Linked DNA regions of Sus scrofa: region 1 is linked to region 2. The links are chromatin contacts, called in public Hi-C maps. All regions are on one chromosome and are shown on one strand. The core of a region is the stretch at or near the end of the contact, and the rest is flanking DNA. Distances in the headings are between cores, read along the strand shown.

Region 1 (3,509 bases), core at 48-2,547, 870 kb after region 2:
CAATCTTGACGAGCATTTTGGCTTGGATCCTGCATTGCTGTGGCATAGGCTGACAGCTGCAGCTCTGAGATTCAACCCCTAGCCTGGGAACTTCCATATGCTGCAGGTGCAGCCCTAAAAAGAAGGAAAAAAAAAAAAAAAGAGTTCCTTTTGTGACTCAGTGGTTAACAAACCCGACTAGGAACCATGACGTTGTGGGTTTGATCTCTGGCCTCGCTCAGTGGGTTAAGAATCTGGCAATGCTACTAGCTGTGGTGTAGGTCACAGACATGGCTCAGGTCCACTGTGGCTGTTGCTGTGGTGTAGGCCAGCAGCTGTAGCTCCAGATTCGACTGCTTTCCTGGGAACCTCCATATGCCATGGGTGCGCACCCACCCCACCCCCCAAAAAAGAAAAGGAACTCATGGTAGTGGCTGCCCTGATAGAGGCTAGATCCGGAGTCAGGTCCCAGCTCTGGCCCTTGCTGGCTTTAAAACCCTCCACGACTTAATCTGTGTCTTCATTTCCTCATTACAGTCATAATATGTCCTTCACAGGCCTGTCAGGAGACTTCAATTAGACAATAAAGTGCTTAGAACATTATTTCTGTTACTTTCTCCAGGAAACATTTCGTTTTTCACCACCACCAAGATGTCACAATGGGATATGGAATTGGACTGTCTGGTTCAAATCTCCGTTCTGCCACACCAATTTGCACGTTTTCTTGCGCTGGCCACTTCGTCTCCTCTTGCTTTAGTTTCCTAAACCACAGAAGGGTGAGCTGAGCATGGACTAAGGACTCTGTGAACTTTCCTCTTGCTACCCTTGAATTTCAGTGTCCAGTTTGTACCCTCCCTTACAGAAGGGTCTGAGTGCGTTGTAACTGCTTCCGTTTACTAAGCTCTTGTTGAATGAATCTGGGGACCTAGTATGGGCACCCCACCACTATTCCAAAGGAAAATGCACGCATTTTTGACAGAGACGATGAAGGCTAAATTTGGAAACTTCTGGGGACCCACGTGCCCTCGGCCACACACAGCAAGGATCACCCAAAGAAAGCGAGACAGCTGAGGGGGAGGGGCCCACAAAGCCCCGCCCCCCACAAAGCCCCGCCCCCACAAAGCCCCGCCCTCCATCCGCCGTCCTCCAACTCCAGTAACTTCAAAAGGAGAATGTGCCAAGGGCCTGGAGGAAAGCGCCTGGCCCACCCTCACTCGCCCGGCCAATCCCGTTCCGTGACCCACGTCGCAGCCCCCAGAAAGCCGCGCCAGCCCCAAGCGCGATTGCGCGTGAAGCGGCGCACGCATCAAGGCGGCGCACGCATCAAGGCGGCGCTCGCAGCGATGCGGTCCTGGCCCACTGCGCAGGCGCGCGGAGCGGTGCATTTCGGGACGTGTAGTTTTCCCGCGGCGTTGTAGCTGTCGTGTGTGCCGGCTGGTTCCTCCGCGGCCCGGAGCTGTAAGTGGGTGGTGTCCTGGGCCACGGAATCCTGAGCTGAGGCCCGGCAGCTCTTGGGGGCGCTGGGGAGTTTGGCGGCCGGCCCTGCGATCGCACTTTCTCTCTAGACGCTCACCGCCGGGCCCCCGGGCACGGCGAAGGTGACTGCTGCCACCTCCCGCCCCCCGCCCGCGGATTGCCCCTGTCTGGCTGGGTTGCCCCGGCGCCGCGGATCCCGCGCGGTGGGTGGAGTGTTGAGGCTGTCACGCAGGCCGGAGAGATTAGGAGGCGAGCGAATGCTCTGGACGCCCTGTTCTGTTAGAATGGCGGGGCGGAGGGGGCGGGGTGGGGGGCAGTGCTTGCCTTTGGCCCTCATTCTCGGGTGTGAGCGGTACAGGCCTTGCTCCCCAAGAGTCGGGGATGGAGAGGACCCTGGCCCGGCCCTCGGATTACTGTTACGGTTACGGAGAAGTTGAGGCCCAGCCCCTCGCCCTGGGAACCCCGGGCTGATCCGGGCTTGGGCCTTAGAGGCCAACCAGGTGATATCCTAGGTTCATCTTGAACCCCTTCCTTCCCACACCTACCGCTCTTTCAAAAGATTGGGTGAAGGGTTGGGGTGAAAAGGGTAGAGACTGGGAATGAGAACAGCTCCGGAAAGTTCAAACTAGGGACACATACTTAGTGGCTGGAATGAGACTCCAAGAGACAGACCGACCCTTGGGGTTTGTTAGGTGTGCCAAGAAGAAAATTGTGGACCATACATTGTCCATAGTGCTTTAATTGGCTTAATGAAAATAAGCCAGTAGCTTTTCTATTTTTTAGGAGAAATCTGGCAAAGGAGAACTCAGGACGTTTTTGCAGGAGAGGAAATAAAACTCTGAGCCATTGTTAAAAGGGAAGTTTAAAACTTCCAGCGCTTCATAGATTTTAGGCCTCTCAAAATTGTGGCTGTCAGTTTGTAGTTCAGCCCTCAGATACCAGCTGCCTCCTGGTTCTGGTGTTGGGTCAGGTGTACATATGGCAGCAGAGCAAATAGCCTGTTGATATTTTTAGCTTTCTCAGTTGTTCTTATTTGCTGAAGTCCTGCAGGGTGCTACAGAAATGGCTGAGTTGGAGCATGTAATTTAGGGGAGGTGGGAAAGAGTTGTAATTTGGAGCCAGTGAGTGGGAATGAGTTTGACTGATTTGCCCTCTCCTCTTTCACCCTCAGCCTAAGTCTTCCACTCCTTTGCACATTGACCCTAATTTTTTTTTTTCTAAAGAGACTGAATTTTATCACCCTAGATATGAAGTTGAGTGAGCTGCCAGTATATTTTTAGTTAGATTCTGTGATATCAAAGAGGGTGGTGACTTAGGCATTGCCGAGTTTCAGCACTGTTCTTTGGCTTCTGATTTTTGAGATAACACTTTAGGTTAAAGAGGCTAATGACCTGTGCCAGGTCACTCACGTGCCCTGCCATTGGTGCCACCAAGAATTGAGCCCAGATCGCCAGTTCTCCTGGTTATCCAGTGCTGGTTCTTTATACCATATCCTGCTGTCTGCATTTTGACTGATACCACTTTTTATCAGCTTGACATGTCCATTAGTGGAAAGAGATATTTATCATAACAGTTATCGTTGGTATTTGTTTAGTGCTTTCCATATGCTGAACACATTGCTTAGTGTTTGCAGTCTCTGAAGGAGAATTGACAGACAGGGCAGCTGAGGCTTAGAGAGGCCAGGTGACTCGTCCAAGGTCACATCACTGGTAAACAGATCACCACGGGTGATCTTTTGATTTCCTCCTCTAAGCTTTTTGGACCTACTTGGGGTCCTTGACCTTGTGGCTACCATACCTATTTCAATTCTCTAGGTATGTCCTTTGGTCTCAGAAAACATGTGGAAAACAGCCAAGCTTGTCTACTTATATTTGTACACAACTCAATAAAAGCAGGAGTTGTAAAAATAAAGTTCATATGACCTTAAACCTTTACATTTACAACATGGCTAATTCCCGAGATTATTAGACATTATTCAGAGTGAAAATTCCAGCAACAGGTTATAAGCTGTTAGGAACCGAGTTGCCCAGTGCAAGTCAGAGTCTGCTGCTACT
Region 2 (3,953 bases), core at 692-3,191:
TCAATATATGAACAGCCAGAAAACTTTGTTAGAGGTTTCCCCTTCCCGCTGAGATTGTCAAAGTCTCCTTTGGCCATCGATTCCTGAATGAGATCCTCCACTAAACGCTCTATTGCTTGAGTTATCTTTTGTTGTTTACTGTGTCTTACATCTTTCACAGTTACACTGTCAGTGAAATACTGGCTTTGCAGCTTCTGCTTTTGGTATTCCATCACTTGCTCAGTTGCACGGTCTGCTCTAAATTGCCTATATTGCTTCTCGCGTTGACTTGGCGTCCCAAAACCAATACCTTCAAAACTTAAATAATGCCGGTGTTGGGGTGTTTTATATTTGAATTTTTCTTCATCTTCCTCGTCTGCTTCAACTTTACTCTGCCTGGCATTTGTTTGTTCAATCACGTGAGAAAGCACCTTCCTATAAGCTTCTTCGATCCTTATAAATGTTGCAGAATCAGCAGTACTAGAGCCACCATCTGGATGGTATTGCTTGGCAAGTTTACGAAAAGATTCCCTGACATCATCTGCAGAGCATCCTTCATCCAGATTCAGCAGCCTATAATATTCGCTCATCTTCTTTTTGGATTTATAAGTTGACATCATTCTAGTTCTAAGCACACCAAGATATGGACCCATGTTCATTTGATGAGGAATCATTGAAACGTTTATCAGATGAGATCTTAGGATTCGAGCCATCACTACATACACTGTGTTCATTATTGTGCCCAGATTTCTTCCTAGCAATGATCTATAAAACGACAACAAATATTGGGTGAAGAAAGTTGTATTATCAGCTAAATCCATATTTTCAGCAATAAGGATGAATTACGAGTACAATACTTCTTTCTAATGCTGCTGCCAAAATTCTTACAGCTTTATTTCATTTGTTCAGCAGAGAAATGGAAGTTAATGATGTCTTGCGTCAACATATTGTGATGGAATCTAGATTCTACTCTGTACTAACCACAGAATTTTAGAGCTGGCAAGTTCTCAGAGATCTAATCCAATCTTCTCATTTTATGAGAAAATGCAGGCCCAGAAGGTTAAGCAACACAACCAAATCACACAGCAAGGTGTAAGCAAAATAGTTAGGGTTAGGGCACAACAAGCCTCTTGCATATTTGTCCTCAGCAAATTATAAACGTCAGTAGCACCACTATTTCTTTAGTGAGTGCATCATTGTCTTTATTATCCCAAGGAGTCTTCTCATGAGAAGACTTACATGAAACAATTAGAACAAGTGACTGATTCTGTACCTACTCTTGACACTAAATTGCACAGAATCAAGGGTCCAAAAGACTTTAAGCTCTACAGCGTCTTAGGAAGGAATAGTCTGCTGCAAGCCTGAAAGCCGAGATGAAAGGTGAACTCTCTCAGTATACTGTTACCTGTTTTTGTTTTGTTTTGTTTGTTTTTTAAACGCACAGCATAGTAGAAGAGAAAATCTTCTATATAGAAAATGGCAATGAAATGCTAGAAGTGACTTAAAAATAGGATTTTGATGTATAAACGCTAAAATTCAGCTCCTGGGGACTCCAATTTTCTATAAAAATTGGGGTCAACGGCTTTCAGACTTGACTGGGATGGGTGGCCGTCGCGGAAGAGAAGTCAATCTCGACACAGTACACGCCGGGTCCCGCCCTCTACTCACCTTCTCAGACCCTGGGAAGGGGCTCTGCGGCTCCCGCCCCCATGCTGAGCATCTGCGCATGCGTGCGAGGGCGGCCCTCCACTCCCCAGCTGTCTCCGCCGCTGGACTAGACCATCTGCCTTTTTACGCTGAGGGAACCCTCAGGGGTGCGGAGGGCAATGTGATACCGAATAGAGACAGATGTCCTACCTTACCAGGGGACCCCAGAATCTCTTTTAAAACAAACTCTTCCCAAAAGGACACAAGCAGGACAATTTCGGGACGCTCCGCCCCGCCCCGGGCAGTCGACTCCGCCCTCCCCACCCCTAGCGGGAGGTGGGTCGGTCGAGTGGATTCTGGGAAATGTAGTTCTCCAGGAGGACCCCGCCGCGCGCCTGCGCCTTCCGGGAGGGAGGCGGGGCGGTGAAAACGTCTACACCGCCGGAGGGGAGATGAATAGGATTTACCATAGCGTTTGGTCAGTGTCGAATGCGACCCTTGAAGTGCTAATGGTTCGGAGGGCGCCGGTCCTAGGTAACTTGTTTTGAAGAGGGGATGACAAGTCCTTTTCCCCCCGAATAGGACCTGAACAGCTTTTTCAGGTTTGCAGCCAAGGACACCAGCTCAGAGACGAGGAAATACTACCTGGCCCAGAAAGTCTAGGTTAGCTCGGTTGGTTAGAACGTGGTGGTAATAGATAACCCAGGTTAGAAACCTAGTCTTTCGTTAGTTCAGGAACTTAGTGAGCAGGTAGGTCATTTAGCCAGGCATTGATAGAGAGAGGGTGAGGACGGTCGAAGACAAAGTTAAATAAAGTGTTTTCTCGCTTTAAGTTCAGTCACTGTTATGGGGATTTACTATTTCCCCCTTCTGCACAGGGTAAGTTTTTAAAATAGGAAAAAGCAAGAAGAAGAAAAGGCGGGTCAGACCTGAGCTGAGAACTGCTTTTCTCTGTGTCCGTTTATCTGTAAAGTGAGGGTACCAGCAAATGGTGAACGTATTTAGCACTCAGTTTTTGCCAGGCACTGTGCTAAATGCCTATTTATGTAATCTTTTAAAATTCTTGCAACAGCCCAATGAGGTAAATGCTATTGTTTTCCTCATTTTACTTATGATGAAATAATAATTGTGTAGCACTCACTGAGTTTTTGTGAGATTTACACACTGTATGTAAACCACTTTGCATAGCGCCTGGCACATTAAATAATATTTTGTACTATGACTACGTTTCTTAAAAGAAGGCAGAAGTAGGGAGTTCCTGTTGTGGCATAGCGAAAACGAATCCAGCTAGTATCCTTGAGGATGTGGGTTCGATCCCTAGCCTCACGTAGTGGGTGCAGTGGGTTAAGGATCCGGCGTTGCCGTGAGCCGTGGTGTAGGTTGCAGACACAGCTCGGATCTGGCGTTACTGTGGCTCTGGGGTAGGCCAGCAGCTGTAGCTCCAATTCAACCCCTAGCCTGGGAACCTCCATATGCCTCGGGTTCGGCCCTAAAGAGCAAAAAAAAAAAAAAAAAAAAAAAGTAACTGCACGTACTATGCCCCTTTATCCCAAAGTACTCAGTATTTGTTTCCTCAAAACAAGGACATTCTCTTCATCATAGCACTGATAGCAAATTCACGACATTTAACTTAAAGACAGTATTATTTAATGTACAGGTTTTTTGTTTATTTTTTTGTTTTGTTTTTTAGGGCTGCACCTGCAGCATGCGGAAGTTCCCAGGCTAGGGGTCAAATCGGAGCTGTAGCTGCCAGCCTCTGCCACAGCCACAGCAACCCGGGATTCAAGTCGCATTTGCTATCTACACCACAGCTCACGGCAACACCAGATCCTTAACCCACTGAGCGAGGGCAGGGATCGAACCTGCAACCTCATGGTTCCTAGTCGGATTCGTTAACTACTGAGCCATGATGGGAACTCCTTAATGTACAATTTTTGTATTCCAGTTTTAACAATTGTCCTAATGATGTCTTTGAGAGCAACCATGGCTTTTTAAGTCAATAGAGCAAATGAGTGATAAACCAAAGCATTTTTGGTCAGTTTAATTCTGGGCAGAGTCAAACCACTTGAAAATATGGTTCTTTTCCTTTTAAAAGTTTGCTGCATACTCTGAAATCAACAGTCCTGTGATTATAAAATGTGACTCTGGGCAGAGTCAAACCACTTGAAAATATGGTTCTTTTCCTTTTAAAAGTTTGCTGCATACTCTGAAATCAACAGTCCTGTGATTATAAAATGTGATCAAAGGATCAAATTCAGAGTCAGAACCAAACACATAGGTTGACTAGCATTTTTATTTATTTATTTTTTGACTAGGGTTTTTTTTTT

What was found. Hi-C and Micro-C count contacts between places; a contact is called where the count stands out from the background.
Region 1: a Hi-C map of liver shows a contact between it and region 2, with 17 times the contacts expected there. The contact joins the promoter of SMIM11A here to the promoter of DNAJC28 in region 2. A contact is called at or near these places in 1 of 5 promoter capture datasets (liver) and 1 of 47 Hi-C or Micro-C datasets (liver).

Annotation. Positions count from the first base shown.
Region 1 is chr13:197,983,971-197,987,479 of Sscrofa11.1, forward strand. SMIM11A (small integral membrane protein 11A) reads left to right here and starts at 1,298. Exons shown (of 4, transcript XM_003132758.4): 1 at 1,298-1,437.
Region 2 is chr13:197,112,752-197,116,704 of Sscrofa11.1, forward strand. DNAJC28 (dnaJ homolog subfamily C member 28) reads right to left here and starts at 1,942. Exons shown (of 3, transcript XR_002338034.1): 1 at 1,648-1,942; 2 at 1-744.